Regions from separate parts of the Mus musculus genome. Here all the other regions are linked to region 1. A link is a contact called in public Hi-C, HiCAR-type and promoter capture Hi-C data. All regions are on one chromosome and are shown on one strand. Each heading gives the region's core, a stretch centred on a gene start, on an enhancer-like site or on the middle of the called end of the contact. The rest is flanking DNA. Distances are from core to core; before and after follow the strand shown. Region 1 holds the start of Nbdy (negative regulator of P-body association). Region 2 holds the start of Usp51 (ubiquitin specific protease 51). Region 3 holds the start of 9530051G07Rik (RIKEN cDNA 9530051G07 gene). Region 4 holds the start of Foxr2 (forkhead box R2). Region 5 holds the start of Rragb (Ras-related GTP binding B).

What was found. Promoter capture Hi-C pulls out the DNA fragments that hold promoters and counts their contacts. Hi-C and Micro-C count contacts between places; a contact is called where the count stands out from the background. HiCAR-type assays count read pairs that join an accessible place to other places.
Region 2: a HiCAR-type map of astrocytes shows a contact between it and region 1, with 3 times the contacts expected there. The contact joins the promoter of Usp51 here to the promoter of Nbdy in region 1. A contact is called at or near these places in 6 of 39 promoter capture datasets (the 3T3-L1 cell line, the C10 cell line, cranial neural crest and 3 more) and 3 of 115 datasets of contacts at active chromatin or transcription factors (astrocytes, embryonic forebrain and embryonic stem cells).
Region 3: a promoter capture Hi-C map of second pharyngeal arch cranial neural crest shows a contact between it and region 1. The contact joins the promoter of 9530051G07Rik here to the promoter of Nbdy in region 1. A contact is called at or near these places in 5 of 39 promoter capture datasets (the 3T3-L1 cell line, cranial neural crest, frontonasal cranial neural crest and 2 more) and 1 of 484 Hi-C or Micro-C datasets (the N1E-115 cell line).
Region 4: a promoter capture Hi-C map of embryonic stem cells shows a contact between it and region 1, with 2.7 times the contacts expected there. The contact joins the promoter of Foxr2 here to the promoter of Nbdy in region 1. A contact is called at or near these places in 3 of 39 promoter capture datasets (cranial neural crest, embryonic stem cells and hippocampal neurons).
Region 5: a contact with region 1 is called in a Hi-C map of the N1E-115 cell line, with 11 times the contacts expected there. The contact joins the promoter of Rragb here to the promoter of Nbdy in region 1. A contact is called at or near these places in 8 of 39 promoter capture datasets (the 3T3-L1 cell line, 3T3-L1-derived adipocytes, the HPC-7 cell line and 4 more), 5 of 484 Hi-C or Micro-C datasets (the Ba/F3 cell line, the HPC-7 cell line, the N1E-115 cell line and 2 more) and 4 of 115 datasets of contacts at active chromatin or transcription factors (embryonic forebrain and embryonic stem cells).

The regions. Positions count from the first base shown.
Region 1 is chrX:153,720,613-153,725,369 of GRCm38.p6, forward strand. Nbdy (negative regulator of P-body association) reads left to right here and starts at 2,942. Exons shown (of 4, transcript NM_027327.1): 1 at 2,942-3,325.
Region 2 is chrX:153,003,896-153,008,652 of GRCm38.p6, forward strand. It overlaps Usp51 (ubiquitin specific protease 51), which reads left to right and starts at 2,574. Exons shown (of 2, transcript NM_001137547.1): 1 at 2,574-2,649; 2 at 3,394-4,757. The coding sequence starts at 3,517.
Region 3 is chrX:153,034,892-153,039,648 of GRCm38.p6, forward strand. It overlaps 9530051G07Rik (RIKEN cDNA 9530051G07 gene), which reads left to right and starts at 2,738. Exons shown (of 4, transcript NR_040272.1): 1 at 2,738-2,803; 2 at 3,548-3,893. It overlaps Mageh1 (melanoma antigen, family H, 1), which reads right to left and starts at 2,672. Exons shown (of 1, transcript NM_023788.3): 1 at 1,275-2,672. The coding sequence starts at 2,447. The coding sequence ends at 1,791.
Region 4 is chrX:153,116,090-153,120,846 of GRCm38.p6, forward strand. Foxr2 (forkhead box R2) reads left to right here and starts at 2,699. Exons shown (of 4, transcript NM_001034894.3): 1 at 2,699-2,761; 2 at 2,926-3,001.
Region 5 is chrX:153,137,587-153,142,343 of GRCm38.p6, forward strand. Rragb (Ras-related GTP binding B) reads left to right here and starts at 2,372. Exons shown (of 11, transcript NM_001004154.2): 1 at 2,372-2,989; 2 at 3,778-3,811. The coding sequence starts at 2,898.

The sequences.
Region 1 (4,757 bases), core at 1,692-4,191:
GGCACCCACTACTGGTTCTGTGGTTCATACTGTGCTAGTTTTATGAGCTGGAAAAAAGATTAACTTGAATAATTGGGGGTGGGGTTATTTTGAAACATCTGAGGAAAAAGGAGCCTGATCCCTAACAAAAACAAAAAAATAGAAAATGGTTCTAAATGTGATGGTGGTTGCTAGGGAAAAGTGAAGATGGGATATGTGTTTAATGAGAATTAAATGTTGAGAGATTGGCTGTAGAATCAGGTAAATAAACTTAACACTACTGGCCTGTATATTTAGAAAAGACTAAGATAATGAGAAATATGGAATGTGTATTTTACCGAAATCAGAAACAAACAAATGGCCTGGGAGTGTAGTTCAGTTGGTCCAGGGTTCCATCTCAAGCAATGCATAAACCAGGATTAGTGACAACTATCTGTAATATCAGCACTTGAGAAGGTGGAGGGAGAAGGCTAAGAGTTCAAGGTAATCTTCCAAGACTTACTGAGACCCTATCTGTCTTAGAGAGGGTTTAACTGCTATGAACAGACACCGTGAACTCTTATAAGGGCAACATTTAATTGGGGCTGGCTTACAGGTTCAGAGGTTCAGTCCATTATCATCAAGGTTGGATCAGAGCAGCATCCAGACAGGCATGGTGCAGGAGGAGCTGAGAGTTCTACATCTTCATCTGAAGGCTGCTAGTGGAAGACTGATTTTCAGGCAGCTAGGATGAGGGTATTAAAGCTCACACCCACAGTGACACACCTACTTCAACAGGGCCACACCTTCTAATAGTGCCACTCCTTGGGCCAAGCATATACAAACCACCACTGTCTGAAAAAAAAGGCAAAACTCAAAACAAATCTAGTCATGTTATAAATAGTACAGAGTGACTATAGCAGTCTAAGTTGAAACTGTGTCACATCAAGACAAACTTATCATACATCAAACCTTCCTGATATTGCTAGAAATTTTAATTCTTGTCATTTTATCATTCATCTCTCTAAACTTGCTAAAACTATAGCAATGAAACAATTGGACCTCAATCTTTGCTCTGATTGATATATGTGGTCTTGCATATTTTTAGTTGGAACGTGCATGAAAAGATCACAAGGCTAATTATTTTGAGAACTGATATGGTCTTTAATTTGAACAATATAACAGCTGCAGTGTTCATTGGAGTGAAGGACTAACATTCGATGAGATGCAACCGTAGAAGATAAGGCATAGATTAATTATTTTCACTAAGGATGATCAGCTACCCAGAAAGGCATTTGGCAATATTTTGTGGTATTTTTGGTTATTATAACTGAGGTGCAAGAAGTACTACTGGTAGAGTCACAGCTTAGAATATTATTAAACACCCTACAGTGTACTGACAGGTCACCATCTCTCTCTCTCTCTCTCTCTCTCTCTCACACACACACACACACACACACACACACACACACACACACAACATCTACTTTCAGAGGTCATCAGCATAAGTTTTAGAAATTCTAGGCTACAGCCTTCTGATTTTTTTGCTTACTTTTCCTTTAACTTTGTCACAGCTTTTCTTCCATCTGCCATGACCTACCAGAATTCCATTTGTACTCAGTTCTATTTCTGTCTCTATTTTTTTCTTGGCATAGTACCCACACCCATAACTTCAACTATTACTCCTAGGATGTTGACTGCTATCATGTTTAAGTACAAATGTTCTTCTGGTTCTAAAGCATTCTCTCTAATATTCCTCACTGTTTTTTTCCCTTAGGATTTTCTGGTTCTAGTAGTAGCAGTTGATACCCTGATCTGTAAGGACTTAACTGGGGGCACATATTACATATTGGAGTTAGGAAAGGCAAAAATAGAAGTGATGTTATTAGATTTTAATTTTTTTTTAGTAAAAAAAAAACCCGTAGGGCTGTTGAATCTTACCAAATATCTATTGGTACCTTATTTATGTAAGAGACTGTGCTGGGTGCTTGGGGGGAAGGCAGCCATCTTAAAGGTGTGAGATAGCTATGGCAGTAACTGGTTTGAACGGATTATCCTTAATGTGGTATCATTTTGCACATAAATTATCATAGGTGGAAACCCAAATTCCAATAATTCAATTAATAAAATACAACAGAGCTTGGAGGCGGTTCGGAGTTTGTGTGACATTATAGATTGAGATTTCTCCATTATAAACCAATGAGGGTGGTAGTGGAAAAGTGGGGTTTCATTTATGCACAGGCAAGTGGCAGAGACATTAAGGTTATGGAGCGATGCCTGTCAAAGAAATTCAGAAGCTTTTTCTCTGTTTTGTGAACCTTCTGGTAACTGTTTCTGGTTCCTTACCATATAACATAGAATATAACATACCACAATAGTAAGATGAGTCATTGTTTTCCATAACCCTAAAAAAGAAATAAAATCTTGCCGATTAAACATGGAGTGTCACCCGTTGTCTGTTTTCAAAGAGATCTTGGCTGTTGGAATGAGAAAAAAAAATACAGTGAATTTTCAAAGATGACAAAATTTTAAAATTATAAAGTAAACAGAGGTCTTGGTTTATGATGAATTTATTGTGCGTCCATTTTCCACAACCGGTTTTCAATTTTAACACTGTAATCAATAAGTCAACGTGTTTGTACACAGCTTCCTAGATGGTTGTACCCCTTTCATGGCTCTGTGATGTGCTGTGCGTAAGGGACTGCAGTGTAAAACGCTTGATTTCTTTGGTTACAGCACTCCCGCGACCATGCCACACACTCATTGATTAACACCTGCCCCGTTGGCAAGTTACAGCAAATTAGTATTTTTTTAAATTAAATTGTACAAAACTCTCCATACAACTAATTAAACTGTGAGAGAGATGTGCTGTGGAAAAGCACTTTATTAAATGCGCTCCTTTTTTTTTTTTTTTCTCTTTGCATTCCATTCTCGTAGAAAGGTTAAAGTGGGCTGGGGAACGGAGCGCTGAGGAGGCGGAGAAGGGATATACGTCTCAGGATACAGGAAATACGGTAACAGCGAAACCAGGAGGAAGCCAGCCCCGTGCCTGGAGGGGATCCGCCATCTCAGATCTCGGCCTTGCCAGGGCCCACCAGAGAAAACTAACGCTCTGGTCCTGTCATACCTATGGGGGACCAACCTTGTGCCTCCGGGAGATCCACGCTCCCACCAGGAAATACGCGGGAACCCAAGCCTCCAAAAAAGCGCTGTGTCCTGGCTCCGCGGTGGGATTATCCCGAAGGGACTCCCAGTGGAGGTAGTAGCACTCTCCCCTCGGCGCCTCCTCCTGCATCTGCTGGACTCAAGTCGCACCCTCCTCCTCCGGAGAAGTAGTGAAATAGATTTTTTTCCCAGCCGAAATCAGGTCAGATTCTTTCGTTCTCATCTGGGACATCCAGGCTCTCTGAAACTTAATTATGCCTTTCCCCAGCTCTTCCCTGTTTTCCTGTTCTTTCCACAAATTCAAAGAGAAAAGAAACAAGTACAGGCATTGAAAAGTCTTTCTTTTTTTAAAAAAAAAGTATGCTTGGATGAAATAGGTATTTGATTGCGGTGAGTAATTAAGATATTTTACATGAGTTAATTGTAATTTTAAAAACTGCAGTGTTTTGATTTTCATGACAGGCCAAGGTATAGTGAGATACTAACACAATGTTCCCTGGCTAATAAATTAAAACTGGGTGGGGATTTACTATACTCTTCTGTTTTTGTGTATATATTGAAATTTTTTCCATTTAAAAATGCTTAGCCCAAGACCAAGTGTAAGGATGTACTAAAGGCCTAATGCCTGTGCCCAGAGGAGATTGTAAAGTGAGCTTTGAGAACTGGGTTTTTTTTTTTTCTGTGTAAGATGGTATTTAGTAAGTGAAAACAAGTTATAATATGATGGTCAAACCCAAGTACCATAAAAATGTGCTTGTTCAAGGTATTCAGGAATCATGGAGGATGGAGATGGCTCTTGATGGAGCCTGTTAGTCTTCAAGAGCCATCAAAGAGGAGGGGGGAATTTGTGGGTGGGCCTTAAAGGGTGAGTGACATCTACCATATGGGTTAGGATGCTTTTTAGGCCTAGTGTTTCTACAATGAAAGCCAGAGGGCAAGATTGTTCTGGGGCAGCGTGGCTGTAATTCTAAGTCTGTGAGAGAAGTGTGATACAGGGCTGTAGGCCTTGAGTGTTTTGCTAAGGAGTACGCAGTTTATTCTGGATGAACGAGTAGCATTGGAAATTTCCAAATAAGGACTATTTGTGTTTTAAGACTCTAACTCTTATTTTCACAGAACTAATAGCTCATTTGAATGAGGCTTATGTTAAAAAGAAAACAAATGAACAAGTTTGACTCAGGCTCACAGTTCTTCTTCATCTTCAATCTTTATGGAGCCCTTGCTGTGGTTAGGCCTTGAACAGGGAGGTGTGGGGGACAGATGACCAAAACTTAGCAGGAGTAAAATAGATATTTGAGCTAATCAATGAATATTATTGAGTGAACATTCTGGGTATCAGGTTTGTTGCTAAAGCATAAAAAAAATGGAGTCTCATTTCACCTAAAAGCAGTTGATTGTCATTCCAATAGGCCGGTCCTTCCCTCTTTTTTTTTTTTTTTTTTTTAAACCTCTATTCAGAGTGAAAATGGTAATTTAACAGGCAATAGGGAAAGAAATGCTCACCTAGGAAACAAAGGGGGCTATTCAGGGCAAGAAGTGTTTAAGAGCTGCGTAATTTTCCCCAGTGATTTAAAGCATACATAATTGTAATGGCGGATACTTGTTGAATTTGTGTGGTTGGTGTGTGTGTGCCA
Region 2 (4,757 bases), core at 1,324-3,823, 720 kb before region 1:
CTTCTCACCCATGAGCACAGTGTAACGACTGGGCAGATGTCAAAGGGTCGGTCCACTTGCATTCATTCGGCCAGGCTCCATCACAGAGCATAGAGAGATCTGACCCAGCTAGCCGGGTGTCCACCTTGTACTCTTGGTACTGATATAAAGTGTTTGATTTGCTTACCTGGGATTCTGGGACCCTCAGACTGAAAGGTCATGGCCATTTCCTGTTTCCCTCACACCATGCAGGCACCAGCTTTGTTTTGTTGGGATATGGCGCTATGTGGTGGCAGCCATTGTTGTCTTCCGCAGAAATGATGTTGCCACGTCAGCCTGACTGTGCCATGATGTTTTAAAGTGCGGACACGAGGGATGTCTTTAACACTTGGAAGCACTGAAGATTAAAGCACACATGGGGCTGATAGGAAGTCATGTTTCTGATCTGTGGCTCCTCAAGTGGTTGCTCATCTCTGCAGACATCACGGGGGCCCTACTCTCTACCTCTCTTCTTTCATGTTATGTGGACAATGCCATCACATATTCATATAGCAAAAATAACTCACGTCTTCAAATCATACAGCTTCAGACCTTAAGGAGAGAAAATCACCCCATGTGAACCAGCCAAGTGACACACAATCATCTCCACTCCTGTAGCAAGAGCATGAATCTAGTTGTCCCACCTTTCACTTTAAAAGTCCAAAGACCCAGAAGCTTATAAAATCCCTTTCTCTTAGAAAGGCTGAACTCACACATCATATCATACAATATAATGTCTGCCGTTTTAAAGTGTGATGGACATTTCCCCCTTGTGGACAGCAGAGAGTAAGGATTAATCAATGCAAGGTTCTTGTCTGACAGAGCTGGCCACAGCCACAGAAAGTCATGGCATTTCTGAAGTCCTGGCTACCAGTGTCTGCACATCTACACCATGTTGGTCTTTGAAGCAAAATTGTTCCCACACACATCCCCCTTAATGGAGAGGATGTTAATTTGCTGGAGTCTCCAATGAGTGATGCAAGGAATCAGTCAAAGTGGCCTGGATAAGAGCAGTGTGCAAGCAAAGGTTAATGCTGAGAGAGACTTCACTCTGTTTTAACACTCTCTCTCTCTCTCTCTCTCTCTCTCTCTGTCTCTGTCTCTCTGTCTCTCTCTCCCTCCTACTCACACACAGGAGAAAGAGTAAGACAGAGGCAGAGCCAAAGAAACAGAGAGAAAGAGATGCAGAGAGGCAGAGAGATGGAGGACTATAGGTCCTGAAAGCAGCCTACTGCTGAAATGTCGTCATTTTGTATGTTTTATTATTCTACAAGTTTGGTTTGATCACTCCAAATTACAGTTAGACAGTTACATTATTTAAATTTTTGACCATCTTCCTGCTTCCCTTGTTTGAGTCACTGCTGTTTTAGAATGTGTCTGTGATATGTCAATCTGAAGCCTCTGTTTGTAATGTTCACATTCCTTGGATACAGACAAAAAGTCTGGGAAGTGGGTGGAATGTGTCCCTTTGGGCTCCCCATTCATACTACTGAACCATGGTTTTTAGTTATTCAACTTGGGATTGATCATACTGTTCCCATAATAAGTGTCAGGCCAGCTGTGGCTGCTATCTTCTCTTTGGGTTGGTTTCCTGAATGCATTGAGATAACTCTAGGAGTGGAGACCCAGGTTGGAATAGGGAAGTGTGATAGATTTCAGTAGGAAGAATTTTTTAACTGATTCTGAAACAATGTGGCAAATATTTAGATATATATTTTCCTGATTCCAGTCTTTTTTATTTGCATACTTCTCCCACAATTTTTGTGCCACTGTATGTGGGTATATGTGGAGAGAACTTGATAAAATATTTCTGAGTTCTGGAAAGATCTCTGTGAGGCCGATCACCCTCTTCCGGGTTTACACATTCACCCATAGCATTGTTCTTAAGTGTGCTGACGCCCTGCAATGTGCTACTTAGTGATTTTAACCTGAACACCCAATACTAGGGTTACTAATATAAGGGGTGACCAAAAGTATATGTTGCCACTCTGTGTAAACATCTTAGGATCTTTCACCTTTGACCGATGAGCTCTAAGTGTTTACAGTTTATCCCTGTAGGAACAGCATGTTGCTGGGCTGAGGTCTATTTTATCCTGAATCATATGCGTATTTTTCCTCTCCCCAACACTCAGAAATAATAACCTCTCCACTTTACTCTTGAGATTTTAATTTTAAAGCTTCCGGAAGGAACACTGTAGAATTTGCCATCTTAGTGAATCCCTAACCCTACCTTGGTTAGTTTTGTTGTTGTTGTTTCAGGGTTTTTTTTTTCCCCCGTTCTTTCTATTTTTTTTCTTTTTTTTCTTTCTTTTTTTTTTTTCTTTTTAAGAGTGCCATAACCAGATGAAGCCTGAGCCTTCCCAAGATCTTTTACTAAAATCTGTGGCTGTTGTTACCTCTGGTAGAATCCCTTTCAGAAGGGGTTTTTCTGCCTAGGGGGACAGCGGTACTATTCATCCCTGCTGGAGGCCTGATTCCGGGGCTGGGGGCCCATACGTGGAGAGGGGAGGGGCCAGGGGGCGGCCCCCTTGTGACCAGCCCCGAAGAGAGGTCATAGAGAAGACTGGCAGAGGAGCGCCTGGACAGCAGCAGCAGCTGACTTTCTAGATGAAGCGCGCCTTGGGGCCCCAGGTAACAAACCCAGACCTTTTTACAAATCCGCGGGCTTGGGGAGCTGCGGTGGTTGCGGGGAGGGAGCATGCACTTTGGGGGTCGCGTACTGTGGATGGGGGTGGTCACGCGTGAAGGGAGTCTGAATTCTGGGGGAAACCCTAGGAAATGAGAGGACAGGAGCAAGAAACGGGGTGTGAGGGCACAGGCACGAAAGAGCAAGAGAGGGCGCTCGAGCGTGGCACACAGCAAGCGCGCTTAGGAGTAGAGGCTGGAAGCATAGGTAAGAAAGGAGGCAGGGGACACTTTCGTCCACTGAGTCAGTTTTTTTTCAAAGATAACCTCCTTTCAGCCATATTTAACATACATTGTTGACTCGAGGGGTTTAAAGATGCAAGGAAAGAACGTAGAAAAAGGTGCGCCAAAGCGAGGCTGCACAGAGCGCCGAAAAGACAGCGGGTTATGCCTTTTTAAAAGAGTTGCCATCCTTTTCACCCTAAAGCTCAGGACAGTCCCCTTCCCCCCTCCTTCCCCGGTACCAGCAGTTCTGGCGGCCTTTGGAGCAGGTAGCCGCGGGCTCGGGCTCGGCACGCCACGCGAGCCCCCGGTGCAGGGGCGGAGCCGCGGCCGCGCGCGGGGCTCGCGGCAGGGGGAGGGGCTGAGGCTAACGGCACCGCGGCCATGACGCCGGGCTGGCCGTCCACACGAGTTCCTGTCTCCCTCCACCCATAGTCATAGCTCATTCCCAGACGCGTTTCTTCCCAGGCTTGGGAGTGAGCCGATGGCCCACGTTCGAGAAGCGTCCCGGTCCTCCCGCTCTGTCGCCTGTTGGAGTTCGGGAGGTGGTCGAGGAGCCTGTCTGGAGCAGGCAGCTGAGAGTGCATCGAGATGCGGGGTACACAGGGAGCCCAGGAGATGAAGCCGGAGCTGTGGCCGGAGCCCAAGCCCACGTCGGAGAACTTAACAAGTAGGGGCAGTGGCAGCTATGAGAAGGTGCTCCCTTCTATCCCGGCTGCTTGTCACACCAGCTCCAGCTCGGTTTGCCCGCGCCGCAAGCCCCGCCCTCGGCCCCAGCCCAGGTCCCGCTCCAGGGGAGGGCGTGGGCTCAAGGCCCCACCCCCGCCTCCCGCCAAACCTCCGCCTCCCCCGCCAGCGCCGCCACCTCCACCCCTGCCCAAGCAGCGGTCGGTGGCCTGGCGCAATTCCAGACGTAGATCCAGGCCTGGACCCAGACCCCAAACACGGAAAAGCTACTCTAGTGACCATGGCTCCTCTAGGGATTCAGATGGCTCAGAGAACAGTTTACTGGAGGTAGGGTCTAATAAGGGTCCCACAGGCTGCTGTCATGTAGAGAGCTTTAAAGTAGCTAAAAACTGGCAGAGAAACCTGCGGATGATCTATCAGCGTTTCATTTGGAGTGGAACCCCGGAGACTAGGAAACGTAAGGCAAAGTCATGCATCTGTCAAATATGTAGTACTCACAAGAACAGACTCCACTCTTGTCTGTCCTGTGTATTTTTTGGATGCTTTACTGACAAACATATTCACATTCATGCCGAAACAACGCAACACAATTTAGCAGTAGACCTCTGTCATGGGGTTATATATTGCTTTATGTGTAGGGATTATGTATATGACAAAGATATAGAAAAGATCGCCAAAGAAACAAAAGAAAAAATTCTGGGACTGTTATCATCCCCTACAGGAGATGCATCTTATCAGCAGTTGATGGCATCTGAGGTGGAAGAAAACCAATTAACCTGCGAGTCAAAAGATCAGGAGACCAGTTTGGTAAAACCCAAGAAAAAGAGGAGGAAAAAGACAATGTATTATACTGTAGGCTTCAGAGGATTAATTAATCTTGGTAATACTTGCTTTATGAATTGTATTGTCCAAGTACTTACTCACATTCCGCTACTGAAAGAGTTCTTCCTTTCAAATAAGCACAAATGTATGATGACAAGCCCCAGCTTGTGTTTAGTCTGCGAGATGTCTTTACTTTTTCAAGCTATGTACTCGGGGAACCAAAGTCCTCATATTCCCTATAAATTACTACACCTGATATGGATCCATGCAGAGCATCTAGCAGGCTACAGACAACAGGATGCTCAGGAGTTTCTTATTGCCAT
Region 3 (4,757 bases), core at 1,488-3,987, 690 kb before region 1:
CCGTGCTGCAGCCAGAGACTGGGCCTTGTCTCAGACAGAAGTCAGGTGAGACTCTAGTGAAGGAGGGATGAAAGTGTCTTGACCACTGTACTCTGTATGGTGTGCCTGGGCTAGGTGCCTGTCCTTCATGCTCCCTAGGAGACCCCAGTCTGTTCTTTTTATTACTTTCCTCGTGTTAATTGTGGTCAGCTCTAGAGCTGGTGAGTTGTTCTTGTACATGTTCTCAGGCAAGTCCCTAAGGAGAATGGGGAGGAGGTTCCCAGATCTCTACAGTTGTAGGTACTTCACTACCTCAAGGGAAATATGGAATAATATTACCTTGCCCCTGAAAACACAGAGAGAGAAACAGACAGGCATGCAGAAAGTCAGGCAGGCAGGCAGGCAGGCAGGCAGACAAACAGATACACACACACACACACACACACACACACACACACACTGAGTATTTTGGATTATGTGCAGAGCAAGAAACTCCAATGCTATGAAGTTACATGTCCAGTCTTCTCTCAGTATCCTTCAACATCAGAAATCCAGGTGTTTCAAAGCCCTTTTCCCATTGTCCCCAATTCACCATGAGTGTTGGTGACCTCAGTGTCACTGTCTTTTTGTAAAGTGCAACAGCCTTCTTATGATGTCCTGGTTCTCTTCCCCTCTTCTCCTGACTTTTTTCTTGTTCTGTTCTTCTCCCTTAACATACCTGAATATGTCATTGAGGAATTTCTATGTCCTGAGTATCCTTATTCTCCCCAGTGACCCTAAGTTTACTTCCCCACCCAATATTTACCTAAGGACCCCAAGGATCTTCTTAGTCTCTTCCATTTCTCTTACTGCTACTCCACAGCAGTCTATTTTTACCCTACCATCCTCTCTCAAGATAATTTTAGTGTCGTTTCTACTTCTTTATTATTTTAGAATGTTTTCAGGTCTTTGCCAATGGCTCCTGTCAAGGTCTGTTAAGTATCCAGTTCCACACTCAATACCAAGTAATATGGCCACCCTTCCTACTGTCTTCTGCATTCTAGAAATGCTCCTTGGGTTTTAAAGCATCCTGTGATACCCTCTTTTTTTCTGTTCTATTCCCCAAATGATGTCATCAGTTTGTCTTCCTTCTCCTTAGTCCCTGCCCATTCCCTACAACACTTACTGCATTTCCATTCCCCACCCCCTCCCACAATCTTGAAATTTCTTGGAAACTAGATGCTTTCTGTTAAGGACTATTCCCAGCATCTAAATTTGGTCCTCATTTAACAGGTGGACAATAAATGAACAAAACATTCTGTTTACTATGCTTTTATTTATACTATTTGCACAGTGAGCATATTTACAAATGTGTTCCATTACAAGACATCAGACACAAGGGAAAGACAGAACAAATCTGTAATCTTCTTCCACTCACACTTTACTGGTTATTCCAAACTTTCAAAGAACAGCCTCTCAGTGGTACTTTCTATCCATCACACAACATGACACAAAGACTTCATTTAATAAGGTTAGCACAGCTGTTAATATCAAATGCCAACGACAGAAAAAAATAACATAAACTTTTCCTCAAGTATATATTTAAACATATTGTGATTCTTAGTCAACAGTGTTATAAAATGAATACAAGATAACAATATCTATAGCAAACACTACTTTGCAGTTTAACAATTAGCACTGGTCACAAATACCAAATACAGTGCCCTCCCCACCCTCCACAACCTTTTGAATTCAGGACCCTGCCTATCTACTCCATGGAGCAGATACTTTGGATTCTCTTTTCCACTCCTAAGGGTTTGCCTAGGATCTCTCTATGGAGCAGAATAACCCCTAGCACCCGAATTGAGAATAGCCTCAACCTCTGCATCATCATCTGAATCCCAGTCATAGTTACATGGCCAGTCTTTGGAGCATCGGTTCCGAACTCTTGCCACAAAATGCATGACTTTCAGCTTGCTAGATTCCACGTGTGCTCGAGGGCCCCAGAAGAACTCATACTCCACTGGACTGCTGCGGGGCACTGGCTTATAAATCAGATACCCTCTGCGCACAAACTCTTCTGTAACGACCTTCTTCGGATCTCCAAAGATGCTGTGCTGCCTCCCAGGCTGCATCCCTAACTTCCCCAGCACTTTCCACACCAGGGCCTCCTTTGCGCTGTTGCCCATGATGAAGATGAGGGCTAATATGGACATTAGGAGACTTTTCTTGGTGCCCTGAAAATTGCTCCGGGTAACCGGCTTTTGCACTAGGGCAGTGCTCGAAGCTTCTGAAGGGGTACTGGAGGCCTTCTCCAGGGTGCTTGTGTCTTCCTCCGGGCCGCTCAGGTATTCTTCGGGTGTGCTCGGGGCTACAGAAGCCGCCATCGGGGTCTCTGAAGCCTCTGAGGCCTGGCTCTTGCGATTGTTGCGATTCTCTTCAGCTGCCTTTGCGTTCCGGCGGCGCCGACTCTTCCGTCCCCGAGGCATGGCTCCTGCAAAGCGATGAAAGCCTGCAGCACTTGGAGAAGGCTATTGGCAGCGTCGGAGAAAAGTGGCTATCTTACTCAGGGACGGCCGCTGAACCGCAAACGCCAGCGGAGCCTTTGTGGCAAGGAACCAGTCGCTTTCAGCCACAAAGCCCTTTCCCAGGCAAGCTGACTTGCGCAAGGAGTCGCCGCCCGCACTCCCTGTAGCGCCAAGCGCGCAAGAAACCAGAGCAGCATTGGCCCCGCCCCTCCTGCCACGCACACGCCAAACACCCAAGAGGAAGTGGGACTCTCCCGCACAGGAACTTCCGCTAGCCGAAAGGAAAAGGAGCGGGCTGCATTTTGAGTCCCACAATGGTAGTTAAGACAGCTAGGGGGCGGGGGGTTGCAGGGATTTGTCCTGCGCGCAAGAGAATGTCGGTCTTCTTTAGGCAGGTGCACACATTATCCTATTGGTTCATAGCTTTTGGCAAGCAGTGGGCCCTTCCAGTCTCACCAAAGGCGGGCTGAGAGGGGTGGGGTGGGGTGGGGGAGGGGTGCGGCGGGGCACAGGCTTGCAAGAGGTCAGCTGACCCCAGCCCTCCTTGGCTGCCTTGGCTTACACAGCATATTCACTCTCCCGCCTGGGTTTTCAGAAGGCGTTTATGTGTGGCTAATTAATTCGTGGGCCCATCAGGGACCCGAAGAATAGACTTAATGACCAAAGCGGTGGGTGAGGGGAGGCAGCAGTGCGCAGGAGACGCAGAGCCTGTACCCTGCTACGTGTTCGCCTGGTCAATTAAGCGGGGGCAGTGAGAAGATCAGGCTTAGATTTGCGCAGCCTCACGGAGGCCAGAGTACTTCCTGGCAGGCCACAGAGGAAGCAATTAGAATAAGAAGCAGCTGGATGAAAGTGAGCTGTTGCCATGGGGACTGAGAGACAGAAAGGCATTTGAAGGGAGACCACAGGCAGGCTTCAGACAATGGGTGGGAATGGGGAGCAGAGAGATGGTATGGTGCGGTTGGATCCTGGATTTCTAGGCCGGCCAGCCAGCTTACCTGCCTCGACTCGCTCCCCTCGGTGCACACTCTGAACTTTGTCCACTCCTTCTCTCTGCTCAGGTTCCTCTGCCTGAAATGCCTCCCCTCCATCCTCCACTCTCTAAGTACCACCTGCTTCTCCCAGGCAGCTTCCTCGCTCGCTCAAGTTCATTTCGGCCTGCCCCAAAGAGTAATGAGTCAGTTCCTACTCCCCCAAGGGAGGCCCCATAGCCAGGCATGCTGCTTTTCTTGTGTCATTTGAAGCGTGAACTTGCTCAGATCCTTCACCTCTCTGAGCCTGGCTTTCCCCCTTGAAAGTGGATGTAACTCAAGCACTGGCTTCAGAGTTGTGCGAATTCAACGAAAAGCCTTTACTGCCTAGTAAGCACAGATTTGCCTCTAAGTGCGTTGCAAGCAGCAGCAGCAGGTGAGAGTGGCATTTAAGAAATGCGCCTTGAGGGAATATGTGGTGGAAAGATTTTACATGTGTTCCGTTTTTGAAAAAATGGTTTGGTGTGAGTGTGTGTGTGTGTGTGTGTGTGTGTGTGTGTGTGCGCGCGCGCCCCGTGTGCTTGTGCCCTGTGTGCTGTATACACGAGGGGTTAGCAGAGGGCGTGGGACCCCCTGGGACTGAGTTAGAGGTGCTTGAGATCTGCTCGCTATGGGTGCTGGCAACCTAACTCGATTCCTCTGGAAGAGCAGCAAGTGTTCTCTTAACTGCTGAGCCATTGCTCCCGCCCCTCATATGTGCTCTCAGTTCTTGGAAGGTAAATGGATATTTTCTGCTTGTTTCACTGGAAGGGATGAAGCATGTGTTTGACAGTGTCTCAGCTGGGAATCCTACTGGGAAATTAACCCTGTGGGGCTCATAGACTTTGGCAGCTCCCAGCTTTTTGGTAGAGTTTGTGGACCAGGATATGGCCTTATCTAGCGAATGAACTCTGTGGTGGGTGATGCGTGTCACTGGCAACAGCATTGCCAGCACAACTTGACCCAGTGAGGCTCAGACACCTGTGCGCGGGTAGAAAGGAGATGCCTGCTGGAGAGAAACAGTCATTGAAATCAGAACTGGGAACAAGAGTTTGGGGCTGGTGTGTATCTGTTCCAAGCCTTTGATGAGTTTATTGAACATCCCAGTCCTCTGATTTGTTCTATACAGAAAAAGCTGATCTCTCTGGCTTGGTCTGTCCAGCTTGCTTCCTATCTCTGTGAAAGTTAATGCTAAATACTACTATATTTTCAGTCTTTCTTTTCATTCTTGAGATTATAATTGCAGCAATTCTCCCTTCCT
Region 4 (4,757 bases), core at 1,449-3,948, 600 kb before region 1:
GCAAATTCAATTATAGAATTACTCTTTGTACCAGATACTCCAAACTAGCAATGTTCAAGTGAAAAGAAACCATGATGCCACACTCAGAAGCTAGATGTGGAACATGGGAGAATTGAAATCAGCAGCTAGAAGCTAGTGGCTGCCAGTTTAAAAACACAAAACAACAAACAAAAATAAACCATAATATTGGGGGGGGGGAATCAAATATCAAGAAAGATCTCTGACCTTAAATACATCTCTGAATTCCAAGCAGTTCATGGGTTTTTAAAAGGCAATTTAAATTCATTGTATGAAAAAATATGAATGTTAGATAAATTGAGTTGTTAAAAGGGGCACATTTTGACTAAAACTCAAAAAAAAAAATCCAAACACCCTAGTTTTATAGAAATGTTTAGGAAAAGATCTTTTAATAATCCTGGTTTTGCTCAGTGAGGTTAATCTGTTGGGATTATTTTGTTTATTGATATATTTTTTTATTAATTTCCATTATCTTGTTTTCTGTTTAGCATCTTCTCTCATGGCTTCTTAATCTCCCTCTTCTGCTTTGGATGTTATAAATGACATTCACATTCTTACTATTTTGAACTTAGTATATACAGCTATATAAGTAAATAGATACTAAACTCCAAAAATTACTACCAAAGCCTTCAGTAATTCTGTCCCATTAGCTATAGCAGAGTCCTCTCTATCCTTGAACCAACCATTTTAATTCGTCAGTATTATTTAGATATTTTTATATTTTCCCATTTTGAACACAAAATATTACACATAATTTGCTAATTGTCTCTTTTCATCTGTTTTCTCTGTCTTTTCTTATGGCTAAAAATTAATTGTATACCTTTGCATGTAGTGATGGTCTCTAAGGAACCTCTAACATGGTCTTTATTTTGTCCTCTCACTTGACTAATTTAGAGAATACAAAGATCTAAGTTATCTTATTTCAATATTTAAAATATTTTTAGCACCCATTATTGCATTCCCCTGTCTAACTGATGGTCCTTAACAAAAAGGATTTTTAATCCTCAACTGTTTCATAAGATTATTTTTATTGTTTATTGTTATTACTGTATAATTTTTAAAAATAAGGCACAAAAAATCTACAGCAATAAAAGCTAGAAATAACCTTCAAGGATGAGTGAACAGAGACTACAAAGAGAATTTAAAAAATCCTCTATGGTTGAACAAATGTTCTAAAAGTTATTCTGGATGACGTTTCCATATATGCATCCATTTGTCAAACTTAAACTGAATATGTACATTCCATGTATTATATATGTATTATTTCTAATTTTAAATGTGTAAGAAGGCAATGCTACCTTGTAGTAAGTGTCCTGCATAGAGGTCTCAGTACCTTCTGGGAGTAGAGTCAAGTATTCAGCCATCATACTGTAGGAAGGTCTCAGTAGAGTTCATATGAACTACTGAGAAAATTTCTCAAAGAAAAGAAGTATTGGGATTTTCAAGTTATCTAAATTATACAGCAAGTTTGCATCACAGACAGCTACAGCCTCTGGTATCATCACTACAGTCATTGTAAAACAAACCAGTAGCTTTATGCCAGCACTCTGACTTTATCAAATAAAGTCTTAACATCATTGATTAGCCTGCTTCTGACACACAGCCTCTGCATCAGTATTTACTATTGTTTCACTGTTGCAGAAGAGTAGAATTTGTTGTCTTCTTTTTAATTAAGGACACTTCTCTGAAGTCCAGATTCTACTGGCAGGGGAACAAAATTTGTTCATCATTGTGATGTAGTGCATTTGAAACAATCCTGTAAATATTGAGAGATTATTTTAGATAAATAACATGTCAGGAATAGAATGTATCTGGCCTTTCGGAAATTCCAAAGACCAGCACGCCCCTATATTAGCCTTTCCCTATATTTTTTTTTCCTTCATGTTATGAGGTTTTTACTCACTGCATCTATGAGTTTTATGCTGTTAGTTTTTGGTATGAAAATGTACCAAATGTCATTATTCAAATCTAGAGAATTATAGGTTAATTCTTTTAAGTTATAGAGGAATGTTATGTAAATCTCAGTATATTCCCCATTTCTCTTGACTGTGCTTCTATATTGTTATGATTCCTGCTTTATGTTGACTGAGTCTTTGACTGCGGATATGTACAGTTCATTGATCTCTTCTTTGACTATGACGTTTTCATTTACCAATGGGGGGGGGAGGAGTGTTTATTTATTGTATACGCATGCATGTGCACACTTGTACATATTGTACATTTGGGAGTCAGAAAATAACTCTTTCAGGCATTCCCCAGGAACTCAGAGGCTACTACTTCCAGGGAAGCAGATAGGCTAACTGCAGATCTTCACCTCTCCCTCCGTTTCTCCAAATCCAATTCCCCCTCTCATTCCCCAGCCCAACAGCAGAACACCTGCTGCTAGCCTCCCATCCCCCAGACAATGCTTATCCCAGCCCCCAACTCCAGCAGACTCTCCTTGGGAATCCACGGGTCACTTCTACCAGGGAAACAGGTAAGCTGACTGGCAGCTCTTCACCTATCCCTGCTCTCCTCCACAGCCAACCCCTCACCTCCCCCCCCCACCCCCCAGTCTCATCTCTAACTCTGCAGCAGAGCACCTGCTGAGGCCTCCCTTCCCTCCCCGCCCCCCACCTCCTTTGGATGGCACAGATCTTCCCCTCCTAACGTCCTTCCCTTACTCATTGCTTTATTGCAGACCCCAACTCCAGCAGGCACTCCCTGGGAACCCAAAGGCCATTCATTCCTGCCAGGCAAGCAGGTAGGCTGACTGCAGATCTTCACCTCTCTCTCTGCTCCTCGAAATCCAATCCTTCAGTCTCATCCCCAACTCTGCAGCAGACCACCTGCTGCAGCTTCCCTTCCCCCTCTGCCTCCATCTCCAATGGATCCCACTGATCTTCGCTTCCTATTCTCTCTCCCCAGTCATTGCTTTATCCCAGCGTCTGACTCCAGCTGGCACTCCCTGGGAATGCTCCCACTACTCTGGCCAAGGAAGCAGGTAGGCTAACTTCACCTCTAGCCCTGTTCCTCCAAATCCAACCCCCTGGTCACATCCTCAGCTCTGTAGCAGAACACCTGCTGCAGCCTCCCTTCCCCCTCTGCCCCATCACCAGTGGATCACCAGGTCTTGCCCTCCTAACCTCTCCACCCATTCATTCTTTTGTCCCAGCCCCCAACACCTGCAGGCACTCCCTAGGAATTCAATGGCTACTCAGACCAGGGAAACAAATAAGCTGACTCCAGACCTCCACCTCTCCCTCCATTCCTCCAAGTCCAACCCCCAGTTTCATCCCCAGATCTGTAGCAGACCTTCGGCTGTGACCTCTCCTCACTCTCTGCCCCCAGTCCCAGGGGACTAAGCAGATACTGGTAGTACACCCTGATTTCCTCCCTCCTGTGGACCCCCCCTCACCTCCTCTAGCCCATCTCCATTTCTACATGTCAGCTCCCAATACCCAGAAACAGATTTTAATTGGAAGCTCCAGTGGCCAAATCTATCAAGACCACAGGAGAATTTCCTACACAGGCACAGCAGTTTTTTAAGAACCAGAAAGACAAGACCAGATATCAGCATCTAGAATTAAGATGTTCCCAATTCCAGGGGCCTAGACCTAGAAAACAGACACACACACACACACACACACACACACACACACACACACACACACACACTCAATAACAGCCAGGACAGTGTGTCTCCACTAGAGCCCAGCTACCCTGCCACAGCAGGCTCTGAATATTCCAACATAGCTGAAGCTCAGGAAAAAGACATTAAAACAGCCTTTATGAATATGATAGAGGTCTTTAAAGACGAAATGAATAAATCCCCTCTAAAAATCTATGAAAACCGAGCAGCGAAAAGAAATGACTAAAACAACACCTCAAGACCCAAATGAGGAAAAAAGAGTCAATAAAGAAAACCCAAACTGAGAAATCTGGAAATTAAAAATTGAGGACCTTGAATTTAGGAACCTGAGAAAGAAGCTTTGCCAACAGAATACAAGAAATGAAAGAGTGAATCCCAGGCATTGAAGACAGGATAGAAAAAAGAATAGATATATTGACCAAAGAAAATATTAAATATCACAAACTCCTGGCACAAATTCAGGAAATCTGGGACACTACAACACCAAATCTCAGAATAATAGGACTAGAGGGAGGAGGAGCATCCTGATGAAAGTCACAGCAAATGTTATCAACAAGATAATATAAGAAAATTTTTCCTAGCCTAAAGGAAGAAATGCCTATATGCTTTACAAGAAGCATACAAAACCCCAAATACACTGGACTAGAAAAGAAAGCCCCCCTCTACTCAGAAGACTAAATGTACATGATAAAGGCTATTAAAAGCTGCTAGGGGGAAAAAGACCAAGTAACATATAAAGGCAGAGCTGTTAGAATTACACTCGGCTTCTCAATGGAGTCTCTAAAAGTCAGACGTCTTAGAGCAGTAAGACAACTAAAAGAGATCAAGGGGATGCAAGTTGGAAAAGAAGTCAAAGTGTCTTTACTTGCTGATGATGTGACAGTATACCTAAGTGACCCTTAAGACTCAATCAGGAAACTCCTATTGTAACACTTTAAGGAAAGTACCTGAATACAAAACTCGCAGAAATCAGATGCCCTCCTATATACAAATGACAAAGGGACTGAGAAAGAAATCAGGAAAACATCGCTTTTCACAATAGCCTCAGAAAATATACAACATTTTGGTGTAACTCTAACTAAGCAAGTGAAAGACTAGTATGATGAGA
Region 5 (4,757 bases), core at 1,122-3,621, 580 kb before region 1:
GGATGCTGAGAGCTCACATCTTGAAACACAAAAATGAAGCAGAGAGAACAATGGAATGGTGCAGGTTTTTAAACTCTTCAAAAGCTGCCTTCAGTGGCATATTTCCTTCAATAAGGCCACACCTCTTAAACTTCTCCAAACAGCACCTTCAATTGGGGGAATAAATGCACACATGAGCCTTTGGGGAACATTGTTGTTCAAAGCATCACACTATTTCACTAAAATCAAACTCAATTTAACTTTTGTCCCACTTCTTCTGTCTTTAAGAAAACCCAACTCTATGAAGTGTTTATATTTTTCCTTACTCACAGGAGCATCCACTGAACATGTGAAGATGAGTGTTTATAAATTTCTTGACTCCTTATCCTTGTTTCCTACTTAAACTTCAAAAGCCCTGGAAGAAGATTCAGAGGTCATACCTAGCCTGTCTTATAATCATCTCCACTAAGGTTGTTGATTACATTTAGAGCAAAAAACACACCCCCAAACCAATCCATGCATGTGTGCCATACCATCTTACTATTTCCAACCTTAATTGTTCTTTCAGTACCGAACAGAAATCCTTGCGGCATGCTTCTTTATGCTGTTCTTTTGCTTATCTTTCAAATGGTTAACATCTCGGCCAATTTCCCAAAATGATCTTGCTTTTCCAACACTGATAATAGAATACAATAGCTGGGATAGTTTCCCATATACACCACCTATCATCAACTTCTAGAGACTGCTTTGTGTCCATGCCTACTCTTGTCTCCTACTCATGTCTCCATAGAATTTTTGTCTTCTATCCAGAAGGAATGTTGCTAGCTGTGCTCTAGCTTCCTCTCCTTCTCCTCTCCAGAAATTTTGTAGCAATTGTTTCCTCTCTTTTCATTGGCTTTACTTCCTAAAAATGTCTAGGCATGCTCATTCTCAAAATACACTCATGTGTTGTGGATATTAAAGAACTATCATACATTTTCTCCTTTCTGTTATTAATCAGAAATTCCTTAACACATTTGTTCTTATCTTTATAAAAAAAACAGTACTCAGTGAATATCGAGTATATACACACATTCTGGTCTGTGAACCTAGTGTATAGGAGAACATTTTTCAAAAGTAAGTGCTTGTCCTTATAGCGTTTAAATAGAAATCCTATACTCAGAGATCAAATAAACAAGATTATTGCCATGTCAGTAAGTATTATACTCTACACAAAGAACTACAGGCAACCAAGGAATGCCCAGAGCAGGAGAAATAATTTTCCCTAGGGAAGAATACACTGTCTGGTTCTTCAATACCAACTGCTCAGCCCTGAAAACATATATATGAGATTATTATACAGACTGAGCGGGTTATATTAGGAATATATATGTATATACATATATGTGCATATAACAACAACCAATGAAAAACGAAGCCATGACTTTGAAAGAGCAAGGAGAGTTGTTTATATGACAAGGTTTGGAGGGAAAAAAGGGAAAAAAGAAATGTGTCTACAGTATAATCTCAACAACAAAAGAAAAACTACAAAGGAATATTATGAATTAAAAAGCATACAACAGAAAATAACTACTGCAGGTTCAAAAGACTGTTGTACTCTAATAGAGTATGGGTTGGGAAGACCTCTGGAGGACATTACCTATAAGCTGAGAAAGTTGAGGCCATTACAAACTGTGAATGGCAAATTCAGTCTTTCAAGGGAGCATCAACCTATGCCACTCTTTTTCCCAGCCTGTAACCTTGGTGTCACATTTAAAAGAGTTCCAAGCCTAAGAAGCTCTTAGGTCATTGAGGTTGGAACTTGCTGCGTTGAGATTTGAGAGCTGGTTGACAAATCACTTCTTCTCCACATAAAACTCTGTATGTAGCAAGTATCTCATGATGATCATCAGAAACTTTAAAATTATGTTTGCAACTTTTAAAAGTTAAGTGGCGGACGTGTTAAACCCTCCGTGTGGTTCTGGTCCTGGCAATAACAACTTATTGAGAGTTTTCTATGGGAAAGACAGTTTAAAACACTTTAGATGGATTGCTTTTTTAATTACTTGAACTGTCATAAGGATTAACGGGAAGAAAAGTTACCAAAATGCAAAAATGCACAGGGCCCTAATCATAGGGAGTAGTGAAAACGGCTAGCTGGCAGGTGCTGAAATTGCAACCTTCTCCTTTAACTCTGAGCAGCGAGTGGGCGGGGCCGCGTCCATCAGTGTCTAGGTGCCCGCAGGCCGCCCTAAGGGCCAATGGCGCGGAAATGAGAGCCCGGGCCACGTGATGGCGGGTGGCACTCTGGCTTTCCTAAAGCAGTCTCTATGGTATTCTTCCAAGCAAACCCAGGGCCCCCCCAAAAGGGTAGCGGCACGTGACAGGCCCTGGGACTACGGCAGGTTCCCACGTGATCCTGGCCTGCAGTAGCGTGGTTGCGGTGAGGTTCTTGCGCTCCTGAAGGGCGGGCGCGGAAGTAAGAGCATCCTCAGGCGGACCGTGACTGGCAGCGAGGTCGGGAGGAGCCACCAGGCAGTGACCGCTTTGCTTCTGCAGCTCCGCTCCGCTCATTCCGTTATCTCAGCCTTTGCAGTCTGTACAGAAGCTGACCAAGTTACCTTTGGGTCTTGAGACCTTGGCGAGTGAGGCCCAAACTCGGGACCAACTCCTCATCCACCTTGCCCTCCCTCTCCTCCATCTCTTCCTTTGCACGCACCGAATCGAATCGCTTGCTCCTTTGGGCTGGCCTGCTCGGCTGTGCCTGGAGACTAAGTTCGGGTCGGTAAAGGTAACTGTGGGAAAAGCGGCCCCCCAGTGGACAAAGGCGGAGGCAGGGATAGATCAGGCCCCGCGGGCCCTGGGTGCTGAGCGTAGGCAGGTGAGCCAGAAGAACGGTACTGCGGATTTAGAAGGCACTGTGAAGGACTTGTTGCACGATGGAAGAATCTGACTCCGAGAAAAAGACAGAGAAAGAGAATGTGGGCCCAAAAGTGGAGCCTCCTCTAGGGGAGCCGGAAGGATCGCTTGGGTGGGTAAAGGGGATTATGTTGCACCTGGGAGGGAGGGCATGCTAATTGTAAAGAGTATTGTGAGATGCAACAACCTCTAACCTGCAGTGATGAATTGCTTTAATTTACCAATATGGTTGATTGATATCATGCCCTTGATGACGGAAAACAGAATAGAAACACCCTTTGCCTGGATGTGGGATTCCTGGTTTATGCGTAGTCTTCTAATTGAGACAGTTCTGAGTTGTTTTCTGTTTTCTATAAAGGTTATTTGATGTTATCACCTTGTTGATGATAAAAAAGGAAAGGACAGACATTTGCTGACCAATGACGTATAGTGCGATATGCCTATTTGAGAACTGCGTTATATGTACTTTGTGCCTTTAATGAATGAAATACAGCTTGGAAGGACGATTGAAGGTCCAAAGATGCTTCTAGATTTGAAAAATACGGAGATGAATTTAAAAAAAATAGTATTCAGATTATGACAATATTGTTTGATTTATAAAAGTACCCAGAGTGTTGCTTCAGCTTTATGACAAAATATCAAATCTTGAATTTAAATGGTTTCTATTCCTAAATATGCCATCCTAGGAAGCGTCTCCCGAGCTGATGAAGGAAACAGGGAGCATAAACCCAGCTTTATAATTTAGGAAAATGAAGACTTCTGAAAAGAGGTCTCATCCATACTTAGCTGCTTTAAAGAATATTCGTCTGCATCTTTCAGTTTACTTGTGTGTCCCCCCCCCCACCCCCCGCCCCCGGCAATTAGATCACGAAAACACCATCTTTTGGTTTATATCTACAGGTGGGCAATGCCAAATGCAGCCATGAAGAAAAAGGTAAGATGTGTTAGCTACATCAGTAACATGAAGAAAAAGGTAAGAAGCTGCAGTTCAGGGAATCTGGCTTTTTCTGGATTGTGGCAAGAATCTATGGGGTCTTTGAGACACTCATCCCCTTATTTACTGTCAGATTTACTTTGTCTAAAATTAATCTCATGGAGTCAAGCCAGATACAAATATTACACAGCCCTCTGTGTGTGCACTGATTCTTTAACCCAAATCAAATGTTACGTGCAATTTTTTTTTCTAGCTGGAATTGGATGTTCTTTGCTTTGCTTTGCACTTTTATTGGGACTTAGACAATATCCCTAAGACTGTAGCTCAGGAGCAATATTTCTTGACCTTTTTGGGATTTAGTATCACTTGTGAAGTACTGGTAATAACCTTCATAGGGATATTAGGAAGTTTACATGAATAAACTCCCTGTACACCACAAACATAATTATCCTCACCATGTAAGGTTAAAAAAGCTCCCATATTTTTAGCCTGACTTTATCTAAAATTTAATTCTGGGCCTCAAGTTTGCTAGGAGGATTTTTTTTTTTTGATGAATGTCTGAAGTTGCTGTCAACAAGGATGCCTAAAAAAATGCCAGAAATTTCTACATAATTAGGAGGGGAAAAGTAGAAGCTTAAGGAACTGTGAAAAGAGAAAGGGGGCGAACTGCCATTTGCTTTAATGGTTCTGCAATGCACATGCGTTGAAGGATCAGCCTTTACCTTCAGAAATAGATACAGTTATTGCTTAATTAATGTTTAGTTAATCTAGTTAATTGTTTAGTTAATTTGTTTTGCAAAGGGCAAGGAAAATGTTCATATAAATTTTAGACTAAATAAACAATTAAATTTTCTTAGGTAAACCTGGATATCTAAATTGTTGAATTGAGCCAATGCATATCCAGTATGTTTTCACTAAAGCTTCTTATATTTGTAATCAGACATTT